3 separate regions of the Zea mays genome follow, and all the other regions are linked to region 3. Evidence: chromatin contacts called from public Hi-C data. All regions are on one chromosome and are shown on one strand. The core of a region is the stretch at or near the end of the contact, and the rest is flanking DNA. Distances in the headings are between cores, read along the strand shown. Region 1 holds the start of LOC100283762 (60S ribosomal protein L24). Region 2 holds the start of LOC100274298 (UDP-arabinopyranose mutase 3). Region 3 holds the start of LOC100194152.

The links. Hi-C and Micro-C count contacts between places; a contact is called where the count stands out from the background.
Region 1: a Hi-C map of leaf shows a contact between it and region 3, with 5 times the contacts expected there. The contact joins the promoter of LOC100283762 here to the promoter of LOC100194152 in region 3. A contact is called at or near these places in 2 of 25 Hi-C or Micro-C datasets (ear and leaf).
Region 2: a contact with region 3 is called in a Hi-C map of ear, with 2.3 times the contacts expected there. The contact joins the promoter of LOC100274298 here to the promoter of LOC100194152 in region 3. A contact is called at or near these places in 4 of 25 Hi-C or Micro-C datasets (ear, leaf and tassel).

The regions. Positions count from the first base shown.
Region 1 is chr5:20,052,441-20,055,199 of Zm-B73-REFERENCE-NAM-5.0, reverse strand. LOC100283762 (60S ribosomal protein L24) reads right to left here and starts at 1,476. Exons shown (of 6, transcript NM_001156661.1): 1 at 1,086-1,476; 2 at 397-438; 3 at 159-234; 4 at 1-72. The coding sequence starts at 407.
Region 2 is chr5:19,692,012-19,694,711 of Zm-B73-REFERENCE-NAM-5.0, reverse strand. It overlaps LOC100274298 (UDP-arabinopyranose mutase 3), which reads right to left and starts at 1,442. Exons shown (of 4, transcript NM_001148662.1): 1 at 988-1,442; 2 at 1-22. The coding sequence starts at 1,329.
Region 3 is chr5:19,923,561-19,926,260 of Zm-B73-REFERENCE-NAM-5.0, reverse strand. LOC100194152 reads left to right here and starts at 1,289. Exons shown (of 8, transcript NM_001358906.1): 1 at 1,289-1,488; 2 at 2,038-2,182; 3 at 2,284-2,406; 4 at 2,508-2,551; 5 at 2,645-2,700. The coding sequence starts at 1,430.

The sequences.
Region 1 (2,759 bases), core at 227-2,726, 130 kb before region 3:
CCAGGTAAGCTTTGCAGGCTTCAGGCGGTTGTGGAAGTAGCGCTTGCATTTCGAGTTGGCAAAAAGGAAAACCTACAAAAACAGATGTATTTCCTTGCCATAAGATCATGCTATATAAAGCTTACAAACCTATTACAAAAAATGTAACAGCAAGTAACCTGAGAATCAGCACGAATAAACCGGATGCCTTTCCCAGGATAGATCTTCTGGCCACTGAAGCGGCAGAGTTCCGTCCTGCAAGGAGATGATCGTACTTAGAATAATTTCAAGATGTGTAACTGTTTCTAATAACATTAACCAATCACAGAAAATATGCTAGTCATGCCGAGAAAAAAAGGCATGGTCTAGCCAGATATTTTAACATATTTAAATGAAAGAAAAGAAATAGAAACTTACTTCAGCACCATCTTCTCGGCTTCAAAAAATCTTCACTAAAAACTGTGTAATTCACACAAACCAAATAAAGAAAATCAGAAGAATTCATATGTACATTTGACAATGCAGCTATGCAAATACAAAACCTGGAAAATCAGTAACAATGTATTAATCAACATGGCAAGTTTGCATCCACACAAAAACCAGGATTTGACAGGCAGCAGAAACACAGCCAAAAATAAATTCTTGCTGCAAGGGTTATATACTGGTGCATCTTGCACATCAATGAAATAGGAATCTATGCAATACCAAAGGCATTGCAACAAAGTGCATGGGCTTCCAATTCGAAAGCATGCCACAAACACCTAAAGGGCCAATAGAATTCAGAACTCAAAAGGATTTAACTGTCGGGTGACTACTGGCAGCAGAAACACAGAACAAATATCTGCTGCAAAGCGGGTTCCCTGGTCCATATAGCACACACAAAAAGTTTGGCAACTACGCTATTGAAACAGCTATATCACCACAGTACATGTGCCTTGACACCGAAATCAAAACATGCATAGCCAACTCAAGTCAACTGGACATATACCTCCTGATGACTATCTGCTTGCAAGACAATGACAACATGTGCAATAAAAAAGATGACAATGTAACCATGCAAGTACAAAATCTAAAAAATAAGCAATTAAGCAACCAAGTAAACTTACAAGCGCACAAATATCAGGTGCTATCCTCGTGCATGTAGCACATCAGTGAAACAGATACCTACGAATGCCAATACCGTGGCAGCTGTGTGCGTGTGCTTTCTACTCAAAGGGATTCTCTGATACATCTAGCACGCACAACTACGCGATTGCAACAGGTATAGAGCTTCAGACCCTCAATCCCTAGTTAGGGAAACACCAACAGCCAACTCAAAACTCAACTGGGCGTACATCTTCCTATGTTGATCTAAGTGACCACAGATTCACCACAGATGCAACAAATAAAACCATGAAATGACTAAACCAGATCACGGGAATGGAATTAGGGACGGTTCTAGCAACAACCGCACGAGATAAGCCGAGCGCAAGAGCTGGTCAAAGGCAGAAACGAAGTGAAGAAAATTTCGACGGTTGCCACACCTTTCGAGCGGAGCGGCAGGCGGCCGCGAGGCGATGGTGGCGGCCGTAGAGGAAAAAGACGAGTGTGCTGGTGGCTCCGCTAGGGTTTCTTATATGGCCGTCTTATATAGCTCATGCGTGGGCTGGCTGACTGGGTTCGGATAAGCTGCGAAGTGGCCGCTTTTGGGCCTAAAATCCCATCGTGGGCTTTATGCATAACAATTAACCCATGATTTTTTTTACAATAGGAATAAGTCATTCTACCTTCATGAACTATTGTCCAAAACTCAAAAAATATTTAAATTATCATCCTCGTAATTTTAACCCGCAAAAAAATTATAGATTCAAAAAAATTAAAAAAAATTAAGAGATAAATTGAGATAATCCTAGCTAAAATAAAATAGAGTAAAATACACTGGTAGTCCCTAAACTTTTAGTAGTGTATCATTATGGTCACAAAACTTTCAAAGTGCATATATAGATCCCTAAACTTATGAAGTTGTATAGTTTAGGTTCCTAAACTTTCAACATCCACATTCTGATCCATGTACTTCTATGGTTGTATCATCTGGATCCCTAAAACTCCGAAAATGCACGTAGAGTGGGTCAAAACTATTTGAACATGTGATAACACTAAAAAGAATTTTATGGACTTAGCTGACACAACCATAGAAGTATAGAGACCAGAATGTGTATGTTGAAAGTTTAGGAACCGAGACGATACAACTACATGGGTTTAGAATGTTGAAAGTTTAGAGGCCGAGACGATACGACTTCACGAGTTTACAGACCTAGACATGCACTTTAGGAGTTTAGGGGCAGGGAGGATAAACCGCGTGTATTTTATTCAATAAAATATTTAGAACTCATGAAAACATCTCATAAGTTTTCAAGAAATAGATTTAGCTTTAGAAAATATCCAAACATATAGAAAATTTACAAAAGAAGTATATTTAGCTCTAGAAAAAATATATCATCCATTTTGTTTCATTTTAATTCCTAAATTACCAAATACCGAAACTGAAGTAAAGTTTTAGTTTCCGTATTTAGCTGTTTAGGGTCTTTTTGGTTGGACGGTGACCGTGAAAAAAGTTTTCGTGGGCTCTAAGCTGTGAAAAAAGGATGTTGTGATGTGTGTGAAAGGGAAATGTGCCCTTGGGCAATTTCTATTATGTTTTGGTGATTAAGTGCTCAACACATTTAAATAATGTCTTATGTGCTAATTGAAGAGAGAAGTGCAAATCAAAGAGAAGGTATGTTTCTACACTTAGTACATAG
Region 2 (2,700 bases), core at 193-2,692, 230 kb after region 3:
TGCCTGATGGGTCCTTGGCAACCTAAATGACAGGCAAAGACATTTGGTTAACGAGACAAAAACACCATGCGTGCAATGATGTTGCTGGTTCAGATCACAGCTTCTGCTCGCTCAGATGGTAAAATTCATAGTTCGATTGCATTGCTTGATATTAATGCTAATGTTTCTGACAGATACAGTGCTGCTAGCTCAGGTGACAAAAAAATCAGAGAGATCCATCGGACTGCTGGATACTGCTTCCAATGTTACTACTGACGACGATGTTGCTAGTTCCATCATCAGAATTATGAATGTAGTGATGTGGGTCTTGCAGGATGGAGGTAAAAATTGAACAAAAATGTGAATTATGAATAGCTGGCACTGGTGAAAGGTGAAAAAAAAACGAACAGCGGTGTCTGGATTACAGAAGTTTGTCACTGCTCGGATCTGATCTGAAGCAGTCCAGATCCAATGACATTGGAGCATTCTGGCACGTTTTGGTTAACAAGTAAATGACAAACTGGATGTGCCAAGCTTTTGATCCGCGACGGGATCACATAAACAAGGACACCAGACCAAAATGAAAAGGACCCTTGTAACGACAAGGCACTAACTACTACCAGTACGAGGTGGCAGACATCTAGCAACCCCGAGCTAGCTGGCAGCCGCCCCTGTTTCCTGTCGGAACGACGGCACTAGAGCTACTGAGCACAACCAGCTGCTACGGACCGAGATCCGTAATGGTTGAGTATTACCCCCAAAACTCATACGGGTCAACGCGTTTGACCGCGCACGGCTAGATCCAGATCTGGTCCGGGCGGATCTGGGCCAACTCGATCGAATTTGACCCAGATCCGGTGTCAAGACCCCGCCTTCCCTTCGGATCCACGCGGAATGGACGAATGAAAGATCGGGTGTCAAGACCCCGCCTTTCGTTCGGATCCACGCGGAATGGAGGTATTGGAGGAATAACGAAACGAGAGAGACAAAAGAGAGAAGAAGGCATACGAAGCAGTCGTCGTCGATGGTGTAGATGTACTTCTTCTTGGAGACCATGTAGCCGAAGCAGCGGCAGGCGGAGTCCTTGAAGGATATGCAGGAGGCCTTGGGCCCGAGGATGCGGTTGATGTCGTTGCGGTTGTAGAGCTCGTAGTCGAAGCCCTCGGGGACCTTGATGGTCTTGGTCGGGTCGCCGTCCTGCACGATGATGAGGTGGTAGGGCTGGAAGAAGGGCCTCCACATCTCGAGGAAGTCGAGGTTGCGGATCGTCGGGATCACGATGTCGAGCTCGTCCTTGAGCAGCGGCGTGGAGGGTTTCGACGACCCCGGGACCGTCACCGTGCCCGCCATTGCCGCAGACGCTGATGGGTGGCGCTAGCGCCTCCGGATCTCGATCTCTCTGGCCCCCGCTATCTGCTAGCGGACCGGGAGGTGGGGAGAGATCTCGGAAGCAGAGGAGGTTGGGAGGCGTGGGAAGAAGCGGTGGGAGGAAGTGGTCGTTATATAGGAGAGGCGAATGGCCCTCCCCTCCCTCTTTTAATTTTTTCCTCTGCCCGACTGCCCCCACCCATCAATCTCTATACTAGTCTTCGCTTTGCCTTTTTTTTCATTTTAGTTTTCGTCTGGTAGCTTTGCGAGTTTTCTTTTCTACGTCATAAATATGTTTGTATGTTGAATTTTCTAACGTATCCAAAAGAGGCTTGGATTGGATATGTGAGTAGACATGTCGATGCGTGGAGGTGCATTTTGAAGATTACACTAGTCGGTTACTCGTGCATTGCGACGACTTATAACAATATTCACGTAAATTATCTATCAAAAATATCTCAAGATTTTTTATTGATTGTCTCCGCTCTCCGTATAATTTTTTTATTTGACTAACTGATGTTGTTGTTTACTCCATCCAATATGTCTTGGTACAATACGATCAATGAAGAGAGCGATTAGAAAAGAGTTCACAACGACTGATTGAAAGAACAGATATTATAGAATGACATAATTCAACCATACATATACCAAAAAAGAGGAATTTGCGAGTTCAAGTTTCTAAAATAAGTCACATGAAATCAAACTTATAAAAAGGATAGATTAAAATATGGAGTGTTTGCTAAAGTTAGGCATCAATAAAAACTGTATGTGCTCCATATAAATTATGATACTTCGTAGCAATTACTAACGTTTAAAACCAATAAATAACCTTTCCTTTTACTATTAATGTGACAAAACATTGCTACTCCATCCAATTCAGTAATCTCAAACACCATGGAGTCCATTACACCAATATGGTCTCAGAAACGACTCATGTAAGAGACAAGAATACAAGGGACGAGCACTCTGTGGTAGTGACTGCATGGATCTCCAAATCGTAACACATATTTTGCAGGATCCATGAGCCATCATCATAAGAACACAAACCATGTGCAGACAATAAATAAAGTATTAACACACCCAAATTATGTTCAATTCTTAGCACAACAAAAAACTAACACCCAAAACAACAGAGAAACAACACAAAAAAATTGCAATGACAGAAGGATGGGTGACAGCTACATAGAAGTGGTAGAAGTATACCGAGTCGACACTGTGGTAATAGAAAGTCCATGTAGACAGGCGATGTCGAGCCATCAAACGGGTACCATAGGTAGCAAATCAGGGAGCCCCGTCCCTCGCTTCCCCCACTTCCATGGGTTCGTAGAGCAGGAAGGGAAGGGAAGAGGCGGA
Region 3 (2,700 bases), core at 40-2,539:
TGAAGACTGTCCACAGTGGTTACCTCTAAATTTTTCCTCATCTTGTGGTGGCGCGAAGGGCTAGTCCGCGTAGTCCCTAGACCAAACAAGGTTGGGTCTTGGCTGGGGCTCCTCAGACTGTCCACAACGGTTACCTCTAAATTTTCCCCCCTATATCACTTTTTGCGTCACATCATCAACATTTCACCCCCTACTTTTTCATCCCCCGCAGCGGTTTCCCCTATTTTCTCCCCATATATCCCACTACAACTATAAAATATTATTTCATATACTACTTTTTATCTACTATCAATTTTTCTTCTACTAACAATTAGAGCCGGACCCATAGCACAGTAGAAGGGGGAGGAGAAGAGTGCGCGCTGCATCCAACGGGAGAGAGAAGAGGAGGACACATGCGCTCTATCGTGGGGGCACCGTAGGGGGCAGCGCTGCGGCGTATAGGGGCTGTCTGTTGCCTCTACGGGAGGGGAGGGAGAGCGGCCACGGGAGCCGCTGCACACAGCCTCACCTTACCTGTTTAGGGATAGTTTAGTTGATACCCTTGGAGCGGTCGAGTCAGACTCTCTTGATCATATGTAATCTTTGTTTCAGTTTCGGTGTGGTGTGGATGATGATCTTGCTCAGCAAGATCCTCATCTTGTATGTAGGACTTTCTTTTCTCTCTAATATAAAAGATGTCCAGCTCAGTTTCATCAGATTAGTCGGGCGATCATCCAACAATTGATTAGGATTAGCGCAAGAAAAATACTTTTTTAGATAATGGATCAGAATTTCGGCTTTCGCTTATTTAGAGGGTAAGACCAAGTTCACACAACTTGAAATAAATCTAACAGATCACAAAAATAGGACAAAACTGTAAAGCTAAAGGCTTGTTTGGTTTATGGTTAAATATGTCACACTTGGACTAATTAGTCATTCGAATTAAATAAATAAACTTAGACATAAAAGTTAGATAAAATGTGGTAAGTTAGGGCCAACCACCTGGGGAGAAACAGGAGTGAACTACGGTGCAGCCTTTGGGCGGATTCTGCTGAAGGTGGCGGAGCTTTGCTTGCCTTCTCCTGTTTGACCGATGGAAATGGCCTTGTTCCCTTGCTCCGTTGTTCGTCGGGCTCGCTCGTGGCGCACACGCTTGTCCGTGGGCATCGACCACCGGATTTTTCTGGACCACCCGAGGTTCTTGGAAGGATTGGACGTACAGGAACGGCAGAGAAAGACAGAGCGCCTCACGTGCCTACCGTGGACCAGGTCCAGGGGTGGGTTGGCAGGTTGCTGAGACTGAGAGCACGGGACCGTGAAGGCGTGAACCGAGCCCACCCACCAACCAAATTCCGCGAGACCGCGACTGCTTCTCCATCCTTCCACGAACTAGACGAGGGAAGAGCGCTGAAGCTGTGGAGGAAAACGAAGGATCTCCCCGTGCTTGTGTATGCCAGGTCGCCTGCTCTCCGTCCGCATCCCGTCCCTCGCGAAACTCGGCGCTCCCAGGTTCGGTTCTTTTTTGTTGTTGTTGTTTTTTTTTTGGGTAGAACAACGATTTCATCCTAGCTGGTTGGGAAATATATTGTTGTATTGCCTAGTAAAAGAAAATCTTGGTAACACTGGTTGAAATAAGTTTTGGATACGGCCATCTTGGCCAAATCGTGGGATTAACTGTTAAGTTTAGGTGGATGAACCATGAACCAACATGGACCACACTTCCTTTCTGGAAAGGGAGCATATGCCCTTGCCTCTCGGTGTCATGTAAATTCTTGTGGAGTTGGCCAGCAGCCAGCTAGTTTGGCTAACAACTAGTTGTACTGTAGGCTTAGCTAACAAATTAGCTCACTTATTAGCCTCCTGTTTGGATGAGCTAGAGCTAATTTGATCTAAAAATTACCTGACTAACAAGAGCACTTGACTAACAATTAGCCCTATGCTCCTAACAGAGCCTAACTCAGCTACACTGACTAATCTGCAAAGGAATGACTAACAAACATATAAATCCCCCCCATCACTGACCAATCTGAATATTTGCTGCCGAAAACTGTATAGCAGGTGTGCAAAATCCATGGCTTCAGACACTGGCAAGAAGCTCATCCAGATCGATGTGAGCTCGGACACAGTATGCCCTTGGTGCTTTGTCGGCAAAAAGAACCTCGAGAAAGCGATGGAGCAAAGCAGGGACAAGTTTGACTTCGAGGTTTCGCTCCCCCTCTTCAGATCCCCGTCATGATCCCGGTTTCAGAATTCTTGTTTACGCGGGTGCCAACCCTGTGTCTGTCTGCTTGCTTTGCTTGGAAGGTCCGCTGGCATCCGTTCTTTCTAAACCCTGATGCGCCTAAGGAGGGCGTCAGGAAATCTGACTTCTACAAGGCGAAGTTTGGTCCTGTTCAGTATGAGCGTGTCATTTCTCGCATGGCCGAGGTTTCTTCCTGTGAACTTGCCTTAGGGTAGAATTTGCTCGCTTTTGCGCAGAAGGTGTTTAGAGCTGCTGTCCTATTTTAACGTGTGTGCTTGTGTATCAGATATTTCGAGGACTCGGGCTTGAGTATGACATGTCGGGGCTGACGTAAGTATATGGTTTTGAAGATGTGGTTTGCGTTCATCTTTCATGCCATGCAGCATCTTTTATTGGTTTGCTGATGTAAAGATTTTAATCCAGAGGGGATACGATGGATAGTCATAGGCTCATAGCACTTGCTGGACACCAAGGCTATG